Linked DNA regions of Sus scrofa: region 1 is linked to region 2. Evidence: chromatin contacts called from public Hi-C data. All regions are on one chromosome and are shown on one strand. Each heading gives the region's core, a stretch centred on a gene start, on an enhancer-like site or on the middle of the called end of the contact. The rest is flanking DNA. Distances are from core to core; before and after follow the strand shown.

Region 1 (2,762 bases), core at 243-2,742, 850 kb after region 2:
AGCATGTCTCCTGCCACATCAGTAAACAAAGGATGCGGTGGCTCTCAGTGGATGCAGCCTCCCCACCCTGCCTCACTTGGGACTGTGCACTCTGAGGGGACTCAGGATGGAGAAAAGCAGAATGCTGGCCTTGGACAGTCAAGGTGCACATCCAAGGAAGGATTTCCAAGAGCCCAGACTTTACCACCTTCCCATACACTGAAAAGCAGTAAATTCATTAACTTGACATTTCTGGTTTTCTTTAACACTTAACTTTTTTTTTTTTTTTAAGTGCCACACCCGCAGCATACGGAGGTTCCCAGGCTAGGGGTTATAGCCGCTGGCCTACACCACAACCACAGCAACGACAGACTGAAGCCGCGTCTGCAAGACTACACCACCTCTCAGGGGAATGCAGGACCCTTCACCCACTGAGTGAGGTCAGGGATCAAACCTTTGTCCTCATGGTTCCTAGTCAGATTCGTTTCCGCTGAGCCACGATGGGAACTCCAACACGAATCTTTGGATGCGCCAACTAACTGGATTGTTGTTGTGGCTTTTTTCGTTTTGTTTTTGCAAAACTCCTATACACCCTCGGCTCCTCCTTCACCTCTTGGGAGCAGTCCCTCAGAGAGGCTGTGGCTGGGCTTAAGTCCGCAGTTTTGGTTTTTTGATTGTAAGTTGATTTACAATGTTGTGCCAACTGCTGCTGTACAATAAAGTGAACCATGCATACACACACGCTCTTTTTCTCATATTATCTTCTACCATGTTCTTATCCAAAAGCCTATAGTTCCCTTGTGCTGTACAGTAGGACCTCACCGCTTATCCATTCTAAATGCAATAGTGTGCATCTACCAACCCCAAGTCCTCAGTTTTATCTGCCAAATAAAACATAATTCTCAACTTCTAGGTGATACCTGTTTAGTCAACAGAAAGGATTAGATGCCCGTTTATTAATTCCACAGTAACAGAGCACGTTATCGAGTGGGGTAGAATTTGGGGCAGAAAAATTCTGAGTGTCTCAAGACAGGCCCGTTTTAGCTTTTTTCCCCAACTGCAAGGTGAGGAGAGACAGAGACTAAAAACGAGGGGCCTGGGAACCAGAACATCCCGGCTGTGGAGTGTGCGAGGTGAAGGAAAGTGGGTGTGTTTCTGGAACGGAGCGGGCTCTCCAGAATCCCGGGGCCAGAAGCAGGACGGAGCCTCTCCTGCAGCGGGGCGGTGGGCTCGCGGCCCTCCAGGGGCGGAGACGCCGAGGCAAGGGGGCGCGAGGGGCAGGGATCCGCTCGCGGATTTCCACAGGAAAGCGAAGCCGCAGCCCCTCCCCCTCCCGCCTCGCACGGCGACGCCTGCATTTACTTCGTCTGCTGGACGAAGGCCGGGATTTTAGGATCAGTAGGAGCCTCGGACCCAGATACGGGGGACAGGGTACCGCAAACACCGGTTTAAACAAGAAAGATGAAACTCACGCTCTCGTAGGGTGACCCTCGCTCCGCGGGAACCGCTTCCGGGTCTGCAGGAAACTGCGCAGTGAGCGTGGAGGAGAGAGGCGGGGCGACGTGGAGGCGGGGCCTGGGCTGGGAGGGACGTAGAGACGTAAAAGAGAGCGGACCCGGGCGGGGCCAGATCGGGGGCGGGGCCAGATCGGGGGGCGGGGCTAGGGCTGCACTCTCCCGGTGCCTCTGGTTTTCAGGATTTGAAAGTGCTTGTCTGTTTCTTCTGTGCAACCCTGTTGCTTCCTGCTTATTTTAAGACACTGTTGAAACCACGCAGGATCCGTCACTCTCCCCGGTACAAATCCTTTCTTATGTCCCTCTTCCTGTTTGTGGGAAATAGGCTTCAGCCTCCTAGACTCTCCTTGAGTATCAAAAGTCAGAGTCACATAGTTGCTAATCAGGAAGTAAGGGAATGCAGAAACGAAGGAGGAGCAATCAAGCAACAACGGTGCATGCAGTGATTAAAGCAGGATCCTGGGTGCTCCTGAATTATCTCTGAGTTATTCTATGGGAACTAAACCCACACCTAGGTGGAGGATGTTAATTTTAGGCTGAGCTCAAGATTCCTGGAGCGCCTCCCTATACCTCACAATGAAAGGATGAAAATGCAACCTAACCCTCCCAGAACCCAGGAAGTTAATAAAAAGCTCTAAATGCCCCCGAATTCCAGACCCTGCTGGCTGCCAGTAAATAGGTAGAAGGTCACACTTCCTATTGTTCCAGGGCCTGCTATCCTGGCCTAAGTAAGATAACAGGAAATGAGTTGACTAATCGCTTATCTGGATTCTGTAAAACTGACTGGCACCATAGAAGAATTGATTACACATTGACAGCCCTAGTGACCTATCTCAACTGCAATCTGTCACTCTGCCCAGGAGCCCACGCAGATGCGGACCTCCGGAGCTATTTTAAAATGATTGGTCCACGGAGCGCGGGCTCTCGATATTTTAAAATGATTGGTCCACGGAGCGCGGGCTCTCGATATTTTAAAATGATTGGTCCACGGAGCGCGGGCTCTCGATATTTTAAAATGATTGGTTTGTGACGCACAGGCTTTGTTGTGAACCCCATAAAAGCTGTCCCGATTCCGCACTCGGGGCCGCAGTCCTCTACCCCTGCGTGGTGTACGACTGTGGGCCCCAGCGCGCTTGGAATAAAATCCTCTTGCTGTTTGCATCAAGACCGCTTCTCGTGAGTGATTTGGGGTGTCGCTCTTCGAGCCCGGACGAGGGGATTGTTCTTTTACTGGCCTTTCAACTACCAACCAAGAAGAAGAAAGTCATG
Region 2 (2,790 bases), core at 162-2,661:
TCACTCTGCCATCGTTCAGTCCCTGCACTCAGCTCCCCTAGCCTTTTTATCCTAACCATTTTGTCTGAGGTGCCTTGACCCGTGTGGTCCCCACTTCTGCTCACCAAGGGCCCCTTTCCCTAATTTGCTCCCCTTCGTCTTTGTGGAGCTCCTCCTCCTCCTCCTCTACGCATCTCTGTTTTCTTACCTCATTACTACTCTCGCTTTGTCTCCTTGCAAGTCTTTCAGGCATCTTCTATTTTGCCTTCTCTTTGGGGGCCACCTCAATGATTTTTTTCTCCTTTTCACTTGTCTATTTGTCCTCATTCATCCTCTGTCTCTTTCTCCTGATCCTCCTCACCCCCGCCTCCTACCGCATTCCCGGCTTCCACCTTTGCAATCATCATCACACAAAGCCCCTGATCCCAAGAGGAGGTGACGACGTGGTCTTGGGACCCCTCGAGTTCTGCAATCCTAAATCCTACCGTACTGAAAAGTGTGCTCTTCCAGGACACTGGATCTCTTGGGGGGGGGGGGCGGGGGGCGGGGGGCGGGGGGGGGGGTCCTGCAGAATACGAGGGCCAGGGAGAGAATGCGGGCCTCTATAGGGGCCAAGAGGCGAGCATTGGGGCAGAAGCGTAAAGCTTTAGAAACTCTCTCAAAAGTCCAGGGAGGAGTTCCCGTCCTGGCGCAGTGGTTAACGAATCCGACTAGGAACCATGAGGTTGCGGGTTCGGTCCCTGGCCTTGCTCAGTGGGTTAACGATCCGGCGTTGCCGTGAGCTGTGGCGTAGGTTGCAGACGCGGCTCGGATCCCGAGTTGCTGTGGCTCTGGTGTAGGCCGGTGGCTACAGCTCCGATTGGACCCCTAGCCTGGGAACCTCCATATGCCGCAGGAGCGGCCCAAGAAATAGCAAAAAGACAAAAAAAAAAAAAAAAAAAAAAAAAAAGTCCAGGGAGCTCCTTTGTGACGCAGTTTCGATCCCTGGAACTTCCACATGCTTCAGCCACCACCACCGCCCCGCCACCCCCCCCCCAACAGAAAGAAGTCTATCTCCCAGGACTTTAAAAGGCAGCGAGGATTGGGAGAGGTGGTCGGTGAAGGGTTTTACAGGAAAAAGCGGCAAGCGGGTCTAATGGCCCGAAGGCCTTAGATTTTAACCGAAAACGAAGGCCAACCCCCGACCCAAGAGCAAAGCGGTCAGGCTTGGGCATCTCACCGGCACTCCTGAACTTACCGAAGGTAGGAGGCGTGGGTGCCGGAATTTTAACGTCCGTAGCAACCCCAAGACCCCAGGTGTGTAAGACTGTGGACTGTGAAACCCAGGTTTAAACTTAAAAGGCCGAAACCAAAGCCCGCCACACGACCTTACACCCGCAGAAGCCTCTTCCGGTCTGCGAGGCTGCGCGTGCGCACTGCTTCCCGGGAACCCCGGAGGCGGGGCCCAAGCAGAGATCCACCGGAAATGGGCCTGGATAGGGGCCAGGCCTGGGCGCGGGCAGTGGGGGGGGCGGGGCCTGGGCTCCCCTCAGCGCTTCGCGGGGGCGGAGCTTCTTCTGAGTTTGGATCAATTTGAATTTATCTCAGGAGCTCGGCTGATCTTTGCTTTTTTTTTTTTTTTTTAAGGACTGCACTACCAGCATATGCAAATTCCCGGGCTAGGGGTCGAACAGGATCTGCAGCTGCTGGCCTACGCCACAGTCCCAGCAACTCGGGATTGGAGCTGCGACAATGACCTACACCACAGCTCGCTTACACCACAGCTACCACAGCTCACAGCAAGCCGGGATCCCCGGCCCACTGAGCGAGGCCAGGGATCAAACAGCATCCTCATAGATACTAGTGGGATTAGTTTCCGCTGCACCACAGGTAACACCCTCTTTGCCTATTTTAAACTGACCTTGCAATTTAAGGTGTAAACTTAGAGTTGTGTGGGCCACTTGCTGAAAACAGGTGGAAAACGTTTTTGTTTTTGTTTTCAGCTGCAACATGGAATCCAAGCGGCATCTTAGACTTAACACCGCAGCTTGTGGCAACGCAGGATTCTTCACCTACTCTGTGATCCACCTCACACACTTGAGGACACCATATCAGGTTTTTAACCGGCTGAGGCACAACAGGTACTCCTGAGAATAGGTTTCATCAAATCACTTTTGCAAAGGAGAGAAGATGCCTATCCTGCTTGAGTGACAAGGGTAACTCTGAGGTCAGGGAACACTAACCTGCATCTGGAGTCAATGTAGGGCGATGGGTGGATCCAGTGATAGCTCCTCAACTAGAATTTAATTTAAGCAATATAATTAAGGAAGGAGTGCAACTGTCTGTGCCCAAAATGCAAACTGGAATGTTAAATGCAAAACGCTACCGGTGGGAAATGGGCCCACCGCATGGGCATCTATCAAAACATCATATCCACTTCCATTTCCCACTCATCCTGTGCTCAATCCGTGGTCAGTTCCAGAAACTTTTATAGGGACAAGCCTGGATAGTGGGAGGTAAAGGAATGAGGCATGTAATGATTTAGGTCACCAGCCACTATTTTAAAAAAATTAAAAAGCAAAAATCGATATAAACTGTGTTGCTCATTTTAGTACTTGCTGTTCTATTCCACACCTGAGGTGAATAAAATCAGATACCTTTGAGAGAACCTGTTATGTTGTTATAATTTGTCAGTAATTTCTGAATAGCCTTTTTAATTCACTTTACATTTATCCAAAGGTCACTAGGAAGAATATTAATAAAAATACTGTTTTTATATTTTAGCCCTTTTATTTTGTTTCTCAATGTTCAGATATATTTCTCAGGTAAAGA

What was found. Hi-C and Micro-C count contacts between places; a contact is called where the count stands out from the background.
Region 1: a Hi-C map of liver shows a contact between it and region 2, with 5 times the contacts expected there. The contact joins the promoter of LOC110261292 here to the promoter of LOC100624495 in region 2. A contact is called at or near these places in 2 of 47 Hi-C or Micro-C datasets (heart right ventricle and liver).

What each region holds. Positions count from the first base shown.
Region 1 is chr6:57,723,240-57,726,001 of Sscrofa11.1, forward strand. LOC110261292 (zinc finger protein OZF-like) reads right to left here and starts at 1,493. Exons shown (of 4, transcript XM_021097266.1): 1 at 1,452-1,493.
Region 2 is chr6:56,871,459-56,874,248 of Sscrofa11.1, forward strand. It overlaps LOC100624495 (zinc finger protein 677), which reads right to left and starts at 1,412. Exons shown (of 5, transcript XM_013991866.2): 1 at 1,217-1,412.